Regions from separate parts of the Pan troglodytes genome. Here region 2 is linked to region 1. Evidence: chromatin contacts called from public HiChIP or PLAC-seq data. All regions are on one chromosome and are shown on one strand. Each heading gives the region's core, a stretch centred on a gene start, on an enhancer-like site or on the middle of the called end of the contact. The rest is flanking DNA. Distances are from core to core; before and after follow the strand shown. Region 1 holds the start of LOC107975008 (translation initiation factor IF-2). Region 2 holds the start of CEP162 (centrosomal protein 162).

Region 1 (6,598 bases), core at 1,060-3,559:
GGGGTTTCACCGTGTTAGCCAGGATGGTCTTGATCTCCTAACCTCATGATCTGCCCGGCTCGGCCTCCCAAAGTGCTGGGGATTACAAGCATGAGCCAACCGCGTCCGGCCTACAGGGCTATTTCAAGTCATCTACACCCTTACAGGTTTCCTGTCTACTTGTCCTATTTATTACATAGAGAAAAGTGCTGAAATCCTCAAGTATAATTGTGGATTTGCCTGTTTCTCCTTTTAATGCTATTAGGTTTTGCTTCGTCCTATTTTGAAGCTCTGTTCTTAGATATACAAACACGTAGAATTGTTCCATGCTCTTAACGAATTTTTCATTAGGAAATGTGCCTGTTTATTGCTATTAATATTCCTTATTGTAAAACCTACTTTGATATTAATATTGCCACTCCCAACTCTATCAGATTATATTGAGGTATAATTAACAAACAACAAAATTCACCAATTTTAAGTGTACAAAATGATGAGTTTTGAGAGATACATGCAGCTGTATAATCATCATCACCGTCACGATATAAAACATTTCCATCTCTCCAAAAAGTTTCCTTCTGCCCCTTTGCAGTCCCCTCCCCCAATGCCACCGTCACCTGACTCGGCACCTGATGTGTTTTCTGTTTCTATAGTTTTGACTTTTCCAGAATGTTACATAAATGAAATCAAAATAATAAGTAGAATTTTTGATAGAGCTTCTTTCCCTTCGTCTAATGAATTTGAGATTCATGAATGGTATTAGTTTGTTTCTTGTTATTGCTAAGTAGTATTCCATTATGTGGATATACCATATTTTGTTTATTCATTTACTAGTAGAATAACATTTGGCTTTCCTCCAGTTTGGGGCCATTATATTAAGCTGCTATAAAACTGGAGTACAAGTTTTTTTTTAATAGAATTGCGTTTTTATTTCCCTTGTAAATATGGTAAGACTAGTACTTGAGACAATAGTGCTCTTAAGCTGTCTCTCTTTAGTCATTAAGCTTCCAATTAGTCCTAGAATCAGTCTCAGTAGTTAGGAAATCATGACTGCATACTGAACACTGTACCAGGTGAAAGAGAGGAATATATAACAAAACGTTGAGATCGATAGGTATCGATATATGGCTTCAAGGCCGAGCAGAAGCCACCCGAAGCAAGGAGAAAAAATGTCAGGAAAGCTCACAAATATAGTTTTGATCTTAATGCTACTGTGAGAATTAAAAAAAAAGGTGAACATAAATAACAACCTTTGAAAATGTCAACACGTGAAGCTATTAACCAACTCCACATCCCTGTTTAGAAATTCCTGCTTACTATTCGAATATACACTTGACATACAATTGACGGACGTTCCAACACTATATTTAATTGGCAGAAATTACTTCTTAAGGGTACAAAGGGTTTTCTTTATGCACGCAAATGATTACTGTCGAAGGTAATCTGGGACTCGATTAATGGCTGTGTTAATTATTCTCCCTTCAGCAGACCTCAGTATCCGTTTAAGACTAAAGTGGCTAGAATTACCTGCCCACCCGGGCTCCCAGTTGTAACTGAGACAAGCGGAGGAGCCTGAGGAGCTGAAGACGCACAGGTGACGGTCGCGGATGGCCGGCAGGATCTGACATTTAAAATCGCCCTGCTCATCTGGGCCTCGGAGCCTTTGACAGGCGGGCGTGTCAGCGACAGTGTGGGGAAGGGGCTGGGCTCCGCCAGGCAGCGCGCGACGACGCCCTTGCCTTGGCCTTCACAGAGTAGAACCCGAGAAGCCCACTCGCCCGTCTTGGCCAACGCCCCCACCGCCCAGGGCTCCCCCCGCAGTCGGCGGGCAGGTGTGCGTGGTGCGCGAGCCCAGTGCGTGCCGGGTGCGGCGCCAGCAGCGGAGGGGCGGCCCGGCGCCCAGCGGAGAGCCGCTGGCTGGGTGGGTGTCGGCCTCCCCGCCTCCTTCTTCTCCCCGCCCGCTTGCCGGGGATGCTTGCGCGAGGCGCCCCCTCGCCTTTAAGCTCCCGGCCCCGGGGGGCGGTGTGTGTGAGTAGCCGGGAGGGGGCCGCGAGGCGCTCCGCCTAGGGCTCGTCCGGGTTTGTCCGCCGCCGTCACCTGACTCGTCGGAGGAGCCACAGCTGAGGTGGGGGCGGGGATGGGGACGCAGCTCGGAGCGCTAGAGAGACGCGGCGGCGCTGGCAGAAGAGGCGGCGGCGGGCGGGTACTGGCTTCTGGGGCCAGGGGCCAGGGGCGGTGGGCGCCGGGACCGCGGAGCTGAGGAGCGGGCCCCGGCCAGGGCTGGAGACTTTGCGCCCGGGGGCACCGGGGCTGCGCGCGGTCGCACACATCCACCGGCGCGGCTTCCCTCAGCGGCTCGGGCTCCGCTCATCCTGCGGCGGGCGGCGCCGCTCAGGGGCGGGGTGAGTACCCGCGGCCGTACTCGGCCCCCTCCCCGCGCCAGGGTCGCGCGGGGATCCGCAGAGGATAATCCCAGGGTGCGGAGAAGGGCAGAGGCCGAGTGACAGCTCCGCGGAGCGCTCCAGGGCGGGCGGGGGACTGGGCTTCGCTGTCAGCCCGGCTCCGCTCCAAAGCCAGGAAGGGTGAGGCGCCCCAAGACTCCGGCGCCTCCGCAGAGCTCCCGGGCGGCCCCTGCGGCAGGGATTTGGAACCGGGGGGAAGGGGCCCGGGCGATGGGCCTCGGCGAGGCTTTGGAGCCGGCGGCGAGGAAGGAAGGGGAGGCGAGGGCATAACATGGCGCAACGCTAAGATAATCTCCTTCGCGACTGAGGGAGGACGAGCCCTTTGCTGCAGCAGCGCGAGGAGGAGGAGGGAGGCAGCCAGGGCTTGGGTATCCGATGCATTCCCCGAAGCCTGCGGGCTGCTAGGAGGAAAGTCTGCTGAGGTGGGAGATGGGCACCGGTGGCTGCGGCGCCCAGGGAATAACCCCGACGCACGTTGTGGCTAGTCCAGCACCCGCGGGTCAGGTTGCGGAGAAAGTGCTGATTGACAGGGGGGTCCCCAGGGGGTGAGTCTGGCCCTATGTGGGGGCCGGCGGAGAATGGGGACGGTGTCACGATGCTGCGACTGGAGCCCACGCTGGGGTTCCGTGACGGCCCAACTCACGGCCAAGACTCCCTGGACCGCATCGCAGGAGCGGGGCTTGGCGCGTTGCTGGCTCCGAGAGGTGGTGCCAGGGTGGGGATGGAGGAGGAGAGAGCCGCCGCGCGGCTGGAGGAGGCAAGGCCTGGGTTCTTGGAGGGTAGGGTCTGCGGATTAAAGCCGGACCGTCTCCCCTTGTTTCCTGCAGAAGAGGAGGCGGTAGACGCGACCAGAGAAGATGTCGGGCCAAACGCTCACGGATCGGATCGCCGCCGCTCAGTACAGCGTGACAGGCTCTGCTGTAGCAAGAGCGGTCTGCAAAGCCACTACTCATGAAGTGATGGGCCCCAAGAAAAAGCACCTGGACTGTAAGCATCTCTTTATATAAGAGGGACATGCGCACGGCAGAGGCGCCTGGGATGCTGGTGGTGCGGCCTGCGCTCTTGGTCAATAATGCTGCGGCCTCTTATACTCCCAGCCAGGTTGCCCCTGAGCTGAAATTCTTCAGCTGTGAAGGTGTTCCCTTGGGTTAGCCATGAAACCTTGTCTTGTGAGCCATTTTTTCCTCTTATTGACCTCCAAGGTCTTGGTGGAGGGGGAAAAATACACACACACACACACACATATATACACACACACACAAGAGAGAGATTGTACACTCTGAATTAGATGTTTTTCACCTTTTTTTCTTTCTCCACCCACCCTCCCTTCTCCAAATTAGAGGAAATTAGAGGTTGCACAGTCAAAAAAAAAAAAAAGATGAATTTATGGAAGGTCAAACTTGTCACCCTAGTTCTTTCCTAAATACATTTCAGATAGTTCTAAGGTAGTATAATCTTTTTAAGTGTTGCTCCTGAGGATTGTTTTTGTGAGTATGGGTGTGTGTGTGTGTGTGTGTGTGTGATATGTTACCATACCAAACTGAAATAAATTCAAGGTACTGAATGAGGAAATTGGACTTCATAGCTATGGCAATTTCATTTTACACATCCTGGCACACTTTGTCCCATTCTCAGAAAATGCTGGGTGAGATGACTATGCTATGGTCACAAAATGGATGTACTTCCCCAGCATCTGAGATGGTGCAATTTTAGATGAAACCATGTAATTCTTAATATTGTTTTTGTAACTGGTTATTTGATGGAAAAGGCTTTATTCTACTCTGGAATCTATATATTTCTGAAATACCTTAATTAACAGTAAATCTTTTGTCACCGAAGGATAAACAGAGGCACTTAGAAAAGAAAAAGGCTTTCACCTGCTTTGGGTGGTGAGGCTTTTCATAAGTCAGGCTATATGAGTGTATGTTCAGCAGTTGCTATTTAGTTCTCTTGACCTGCTTAGGATCTTCTGTTCTATTGTGATGTTTTTGGTAAAGGTAAATGTTGGCATGAGAGACATAGGTATGGCCACAGCCATTTCCTCAGCTGGCTTCCTTTGCCCATCTTCTGGGTTTTTTTGGTCTTGGGTCTTTTTCCTGCCATTTCCTTTGTGCAGCTAAGAAAATGGCACCAGTGTCAGAATTCACTCTAGCCCTATTATTTGCATAAGTGAAGCTTGATGAAGCTTACAACTGGACATTGTAAGAGTTGTCCAGCCTTGTGAACCTGTTGTCTCATAGAATTGAATAATTTTGTTTCTAGAAGCTCATCGGAGGGGAAAGTACCATTATGCCTTTCCCAAGGGAATGTTTAACTAAATTTATTGATGACAGCATTATATGTTATATATGCAGTACAGGATGAAAGAGGCCACCAGGGCCAGGGCACCTAAGAGAAGTAGAAATTGTAAATTTGTGACCAGGTCACTTTGCTGCAGCATGCTGAATCATTTAGCCATTTTCCCATCAGTCTCCCCAACTCTGGAAGAATGATTCATGTCTTAAAGGTATATATCAGTCTAGAAAATCCTCATAATAAGAAAGGTATAGGTTATGAATTTGCTACATGCTGATCTATAATTAAAATGATAAATCAGTATACTGATATATTTCAGAGAACATTCACAGGTTTGAACATTTCATTAAAACATCATTCAGATAAAGACTGACTTCTCCAGATCTAAATATTTAGTCACATTAGTATTTTAGTGGAAAAGTCTTTTGAAAATTTGAAGGTAGGAGGTTTTCCAATATGATTTCTAAGATGTGGAAAATAGGGGGAAGATTCCATGTTATAAAAGAAAGCAGCTGAAATAGGAACTGGTGTTGAATTATTAATATGAATGGTCATAAGAGCTGAACATTTATTGAGCAGTTACTATATAGCACGAACTGAACTTTATATTATTAATCTTTCATCACTTAATGGGTTCAGGGAGGGTAATTAACTTTCATGGCTTTTTTTTTTTTTCTCTTTGTGAGATGGAGTCTCACTCTGTCACCCAGGCTGGAGTGCAGTGGTGCATTGTCGGCCCACTGCAGCCTCCCAGGTTCGAGTGATTCTCCTGCCTCAGCCTCCTGAGTAGCTGGGACTTACAGGAATGCACCACCACGCCTGGCTCATTTTTGTGTATTTTTTTTAGTAGAGATGGGGTTTCTTCATGTTGGCCAGGCTGGTCTTGAACTCCTTCCCTCAGGTTATCTGCCCACCTTGGCCTCCCAAAGTGCTGGGATTACAGGAGTGAGCTGCTACTTCCCCTGGCCAAACTTTCATAGCTTTTAACCAGTGCACTTAACTGCCATCTGTAGTTTAGTAATATACTTTATTAAGAGAGGAGAGAAAATGAACCATATTAACCTAAATGGTCTAATCTCTAAAACACCCACCTTGCTTGCATAGCTTTCTGTGGAATTGAGCATCAAAATCCGCATACATATTGCAGTCTTTATAATATGCATGAAAAAATTTTAATTCTGTCATGAAAAATTGAATGAAAATATTTTAATTCTGTTGCATAAAAAAATGACCAAAAACCAAGCACTGAGGAATATTGGTTAGTGGTTTTTCTTTTTAATGTTTTACTTTTCTAATAAGTCATAAAATAAAACATCTTCTACTTAAAACCAACTTTTGGATGGAATTTGGAGACATAGGTATCACATTACTAATATGTACTAGAAAAGATGATATGGAAAACCTGAATGTATATGTTATATGCATTATTAAGAGGACATCTTTGCTCAGAATTCTTTGTGAAGTTCCTTTAAAGAAACAGTAAACTACCTCAGTAATTTATTCACAGGTTTTCAGTAAACACCAGTTATAAAAGTGAATTGTTATTAAAACATGCAACACATAATTAAGTTTCTTTATAGGCATTGAAGATTCTCAAGTAGTTGGTGTTTTAGTTTTGAAAATATTAAATACTGGTTGGGAGAAAAAGAGCACAAAATGTAGAGTTTGGGGGTTTGAAACAAAAACAATTTCAATTTATTACTAGTTTGATTTGTGTATAACTTTTTAGTTTGGAGTTTAGATCGGAAGATTATAAAAACAGATTTATGGTCCTGTCATTTTTTTTAAAGGTATTGGATTAATTGGGCTCAAAATCCTTATGAAATATATATTTAATATTAAGGTACTGGTTTAAATGATAA
Region 2 (6,598 bases), core at 1,524-4,023, 520 kb before region 1:
CGATTCCTTCAGTGTCTTCCTCATTATCCACATAAGTGAAGAGAATACCCACTTCTGAAAATTAGAGGTAAAGAAGCAAGCAACTGGAACTATTATGTAACTGTATCTGATTCAGTTCTTCTCCTTAATCCACTCCCACAATGTGCTAAGTTTACACCCCATTACCGTTGCAGGTCTTGGCTACAACTATACTGTCAATGTTGACTGAGTTCTCACACTGTACTGTTTGCTACGAGAAAAGGCAATATAAGGCTTGAGGTACAGTCTCCCCCTCTAGAACCTCACTAGAGAGCTGGATAAACACCAAATATAAATCAAATTTCATATCATTCTAGGAAACACAAAAAGAAACACATAATGATTGAGAAACCTGTAACAATTATGGAGAATCTAAAAGTAGGAAACTTTGATGCTACCCAGAGTGATTTAACTACTAAAGTAGCCATTTCATTGACATTTTAGATACATATTTATGATGAGAGCTAGTATTAAATGGTGTTTTAAATTATGGGTCATGAGGTCAATTCATTTTATAAAAATGAATACAATAGTATACAGCACAGTGTAAACTCTCAAAAATTATTAATCATTCTTTTAATGACTATTATTTTGAAAAATGTATAACAATTCAATTCAGTACCAAAAATTTAGTGACATCCCTTCCACAATTCAGCATAACAAACTCTTGGATCCTATAAGCATAAGTTTTGTAGGTTTATGCATAGAGACAAAATGATTATTCACTCTTTAGACACAGTAACATTCATCTTCCACTCCTTATACCAAAGCTCCAATTCTAACCTCAATAGGACTGAACTCTGTACCAGAGCTGCAAATAATTCTGCATGCCTTGGTGAGTGGGGGTGAGAGGAGGCTGTAGAAGAGAGTAGTGCCGACCATACCATGCAAGTCCTTGTAGATATTTGGATTTTAGTACAAATACAGAGAGAAATCATTGTAGGATTTTCAGCAATGGAGTAACCTGATTTACATTTTCAAATTATCACATTTTCTATTGTGTAGACAATGGGTTAGACGAGGATAGGAGTAGAAATAGAGAAACTTGTTAGAAGGCTAATGAAGCAGTTCAGACAAGAGGAAAAGATGCCTCTGTCATTAGTAATTAGGATGTAAAATGAACAGAATAGAGACACATTTTGGAGGTAGCACCAACAAGTCTTGACGAATAGAATATGGGAGAGAGGGAACTCCCAGATTTCTGTCTTGAATGAGTAGGTGTATGGAAGTACCATGAAGTGTGACAGAATAAGAGTCCAGAAATAAGCCCTAAGAAATTCTAACATTGGCCAGGCGCGGTGGCTCACACCTGTAATCCCAACACTTTGGGAGGCCAAGGTGGGCAGATCAGGAGTTCAAGACTAGCCTGACTAACATGGTGAAACTCCGTCTCTACTAAAAACACAAAATTAGCCAGGTGTGGTGGTGGGCACCTGTAATCCCAGTTACTCGGGAGGCTGAGGCAGGAGAATCAGTTGAACCCCGGAGGTGGAGGTTGCAGTGAGCCGAGATCGCACCATTGTACTCCAGCCTGGGTGACAGAGCAAGACTCCGTCTCAAAAAAATAGAAATAAAAAAAAAAGAAAGAAAGAAAAGAAAAAAAGAAAAAGAAGAAAAGAAAAGAAATTCTAACATTTAGAGGTCAGCTAGGATAGACAGAGACAGTGAAAACCCTTGAGGGGAGGCTATAAATGTGAAAGAAAAACCAAGAAAGAGAGAAGAGACAAGTGTATCAAATAGTATTGGGAGATCAAATAAAGTGCTGTCATATATGTACACTTACACACACAGAGACAGGATTAAAAGGTCTGACAAAAGGGAGGTAAAGTGGAAATAATTCCTCAGAAAAGATTGGCAAGTAAGGTGAGGAGAGAGATCATTTCAACCACTGGGAAATAATAGAATGAAGAGAATGTGTCAGAAGTGATGTTTTAGGTGGGGATCTCAAGGCATGTTCAAATGCTGTTGGGAAAAATCCCACAGCCAGCCAGAAGTCGAAGATACAGGATTAAGGGGAAATGACCAGTGGAACAAGATCAGTGAGAAGAAGAATGGGTAAAGGCTCTAGATCATATGTGGGAAGGTAAGTCTTTGATAGAAGGTGGCAGGAAGTCAACTTCTCAATAAATGGTGGCTTAAGATATTTCTTTTATTATTCATATTTGCATCATAGTCCACAGCTCCTGGTTTGTACATATTTGTATTGCAAAAAAAGACTTGATGAATAAACAGTTCTAGCTAAAGATGAGGTCCTGAACTAAGTCTACCATCAGCAAAACCTGCAGCTGTTGTAGATTTTACTTACACTATGCTAAATGTTGTCCTCTGAAACTCCAGCTAATGTTGCATGCTTTGAAAAAAGAAAAGAAATAGAAAACAAAATCCAAGTCAGTAATTGTGAAATGCCAGTAAAGAATGCAGTTTTGAAAAGTAGGGGTAGCGGGAGGAGCAATAACTTAGTAAGAATCTTGCTGTTTGCGTATTTTCGATTTCTTGCCCACTAGGTGGTGGAACAGAGTCCCCATCTAAACGACAGTTTTTTTCCTCACAGGTTTGTGTTTCTCTCACAACGCCTACACAGGTCTTTGCAGGCCAAAGAAATCCAAGAAATTCAATCTTTTCAAAATTGCCCCTTGGAAAAACAGAGCGCTCGAATGACAAGTGTGGGGAAGGCGGGAGGCGAAGATGCAGAGTGCGGAAACACAAGGACCAGGGGAGCTAAACTACATTTCCCAGAAAGCCACGGGCTGGGCTACAACCACCGCGCCCTCCAAGCCCGCTGGAAGCCTCCGTCTCGCTTCTCCAGTAACCGGTTTGCCGCTGTCCCCTTTTCTAAGGAACGTAGGGAAAGCCAGGGAAGGAAAGGCATTTCACTGCAGCAGCGAAGGTTTAGCCACTAGAGTGTCTTTCTCAGCCGTGGTTATTCCGACCTTCGCTTGTAAAGGCATTGGGAAACCCACGGCCCACGTGACCAGCCCGGGTCATGTGACTCCAGAACCCGGCAGCTGAAGTCTGTTACCCTGACTACTGGTAGACCCGCAAAGACCTTCCGGGAAAGCGCGGAATTCAGAGGCAGAGGTAGGTGGTAAGGTGTGAACGCTGGTTTCCCACCCAAATCGCCCTGGTCGAGGTCGTGCTTCATACTCGAGCGAAGGGCTTTAGTTTTCCGGGTCATTCCCCTTCTCCGCCCGGAGCCCACGGCAAATGCGTCTTTGTCTTCCCTCCAATTCCCGAACCCGCGCTTCTGGGGACGGGGTCGCAGCCAGGCTTGAGAAGCTTTTAGTGGAGCTCACCCCTGACCAAGCTATTCAGGCCAAGACCTTAACCGCACTTACCCTGAACTGATCGAAAGTGCTAATGAGGGGAAGAGGTGTTATGCTGCACGATGGGGAGGGTATTGTCTGGTTCTGCAAGCCCTCTTCCCCTCCCCCATCTCTACAGAAGAAAGCTGGGATTTGAGCTGCTCTAGGGAGTTCAGGAGCTGGGGGTCGACCCAAGGTTGGGTTCATTAGGTGTCGAGGGGAACGCTTTCCGTTGCAAATCACTGGATTCTGCTTGTGTTCAGCGCATAATTTTTGTCGGTCTTCCCTCGCTTCAAAAGAAACATAGTACTGATTTGTGTACTCCATTAACTTAAGTATTCTTTAAGTATTTTGACTAAATTACTAATTCTTACTAAATTCTATTTGTGTATATTTTGAAACATCCCCGTATCTGGATACAGTCTGCTTTACGAAACTGCAGTCTGCTTTACGAAACTATTACTATGGATTGGTAAAATAACGAGCCGAGTGATAAGGCAGCACAAACTCTGTCGTGTGCTTTGCAAGAAAGAAACAGTCCTTTGGATTTGCTAACTTATAGTTTTTAAGATTCCCTGTGAGGACCTGGTTTGTGTTTGAGAGGTACTAATTAACACATACACACAAACATAGGTTTGGGAAATATTGTAGAGACCACTCTTTAACAATTGGATGTTAACAGATGAAAACATAATTCTGAACGTTGAGTACAAGACATCCTGTCAAAGCTGCTTTTCCAAATCAGTTTGCTTAATGAATTAGGAATCTCTTGACCAGCTCTTACTGGTTAAAAAAAAATTGTGCATATATACTGAATCATAAAAAATGTCCGAAGTTTAAGTCTGGTCGTGTTCATGATCTGGTGGATTTCCTCAAAAGATGTTTATGTCTCTTGTCATTTAGTGTTTCCAATGTTTGAGGTACTTTAGAATGTCTACTTTGGGAGGTCAAAATTGTTGACTATGGCTAACTGTTCCCAAGAAGAGCTAGATGAAGAGTTTGAACAGTTTATGAAAGAGGTAAGTTTATATTTTTAAAAGCTATATTGTCAAATTTGTCTCAAAAGACTCATCCTTCAATTCTGTCATTTCGAAGATACAGTTAGTCCATCACCAAACTCTGAATTCCCATCATCCCTCTAGCTCTGTCCGTTTTCTGCCACTGCTAGTTCAGTGCCATCATCTCAACTGGGCTATTGCAGCAGTTCCCAACTCAGAGTCCAGCATTCCTTTCACCACACTGCAGTCAGACTCTGTTCCTCCCCAGTAAAAGACTCTATTGGTCTCCCATCACATGTAGAAAAAAAAAAAACAAAAAACAAAAAACTGCTTACCGTGGTTTTAAAGCCTTTCATGATTTCACTCTTACATATCTCACTACCTTCATATCCCTCTTTCATCCACTTTATTTATTCCACAGTGGCCTTTTTTCTTTCCCAGACATTGCAAGCTCATTTCACCTTAGGAGCTTTGCACTCACTGTTCCCTCTGCCAATAATGCTCCTCCCTTACTCTTTACCTGGCTGGTGAAAATCTTAACTTAAATATCACCACTTCAGAGAGGCTTCTTCTGTTTATCCAGTAAAAGGTAAACACAAAGTCACTTCTTAATCTAGTATGTATTTAATTCTTTTTATAGCACTTAGCACATTAATTATTTTTCTCGTATGGGTCTGTTTTCTGCTTCCCATTATAAGAATGTATGGTCTGTAATGTGATGACTCTATGTTCATTGCTATTATATATCAACATGTTCACTACTATATCTACAGTACCTAATAAATACTTAATAAATATTTGAATGAGCATATTAAATGGTTATACCACGTTCTGTGTACAGTCATGCACCTCATAAAGATGTTTTGGTCTGCAACAGACCACATATACAACAATGGTTCTGTAAGATTATAATGGGGCTGCCCTATAAAGGTGTATCTTTTTAATCTTTTGTACCATATGTTTACTTTTCTATGTTTAGATACACAAATGCTTGCCATTGTGTTACAGTTGCCTGCAGGATTCAGTACAGTACATGCTGAACAGCTTTGTAACCCAGGAGCAATAAGCTATACCATATAGCCTAGGTGTGGAGTAGGCTATACCATGGAGCCATCTAGGTTTGTGTAAATATACTCTATGATGCTCCTATGATGAAATCCCATTTCTCAGAACATATCCCCATAATTAAGCGATGCATAAAACTCTATTTATATAAATGGAGGGGACTTGTAGAGCATTCAAGAGAGTCACATTTTAAGCTATTATACGTTATACATTCTTGTTAAAAAAGGGAGTTTAATGTAGTACAAAAAAACTTCACTTTCATTATCCGTCTCATGGAAAAATAATGCCTTCTTTGTAGAATTGTTTTAAGGATTAAAAAAAGCATCTACCAATTGTCAAGATGTAATAGGCACTTGGAATAAGTTTCATTTATCATTTGAAAAGTTGATTTTTTAAAATTTCAAATACAGACACATTTTGAAAATTAAATTTATAGGAATGATTTTTATTGTAAAAGATAGCAGAACAGGCCTTCTAGAAGATGTTTTTATTCTTCCCTCATTTACCATCCTTCCAGCACACACATTCTCCAACACTCTCCTTCCCCCACCCTTCTGTCTCTGCCTCTCTTCCTCTTATATCCATCCTCAGTTGCAATGTGTCATTTTTTTTTTACTGTGAAAGTCATGATTTTAGAGTCATGCTAACTTTTCTCACTTTGATAAATTATTGTTCAAACAATTTATTCAAAGACATAGTTTATATATCTTTATTTTTTAGGAATTCACATAACCATTTAATTCACCCATTTTAAATGTGCAGTTCTGTGGTTTCAGAGTTATGTAACCATCACCACAATCAATTATAGGAATTTTTATCACCCCAGAAAGAAATCCCATATCTGTTAGCAGTTACTCCATCTCCTTGTTCCCCCTTCCCTAGCCTTAGGCAACTACTGAGCTGATTTCTGTCTCTAAATGTTTGCCTGTTACAGACATTTCATAGAAATTGTATTATATATTATGGGGCCCTTTGGGTCTGGTTTCTTGTACTTAGCATGATGTTTTCAAGGTTCATCCATGTCGTAGTATGTATTAACACTTCATTTCTTTTTATGGCTAAGTAATATTTCATTGTGTAGATGTACCACATTTTGTTTTTCCACCTGTCAGTTGACGGACATCTGGGTTCTTTCCACTTTTTGGCAGTTACAAACAATGCTGCCATGAACAATCATGTACAAGTTTTTGTGTGGATGTGTTTTTGTTCCTCTTG

What was found. HiChIP or PLAC-seq counts read pairs in DNA pulled down with a chosen protein or histone mark.
Region 2: a contact with region 1 is called in an H3K4me3 HiChIP or PLAC-seq map of stem cell-derived excitatory neurons, with 5 times the contacts expected there. The contact joins the promoter of CEP162 here to the promoter of LOC107975008 in region 1. A contact is called at or near these places in 1 of 7 Hi-C or Micro-C datasets (induced pluripotent stem cells) and 1 of 1 datasets of contacts at active chromatin or transcription factors (stem cell-derived excitatory neurons).

Annotation. Positions count from the first base shown.
Region 1 is chr5:95,727,609-95,734,206 of NHGRI_mPanTro3-v2.0_pri, reverse strand. It overlaps LOC107975008 (translation initiation factor IF-2), which reads right to left and starts at 2,309. Exons shown (of 4, transcript XM_063813272.1): 1 at 2,077-2,309; 2 at 1,507-1,975. The coding sequence starts at 2,309. SNAP91 (synaptosome associated protein 91) reads left to right here and starts at 1,785. Exons shown (of 27, transcript XM_054686123.2): 1 at 1,785-1,900; 2 at 3,269-3,428. The coding sequence starts at 3,299.
Region 2 is chr5:96,247,419-96,254,016 of NHGRI_mPanTro3-v2.0_pri, reverse strand. CEP162 (centrosomal protein 162) reads left to right here and starts at 2,773. Exons shown (of 27, transcript XM_003311371.6): 1 at 2,773-3,096; 2 at 4,224-4,339. The coding sequence starts at 4,283.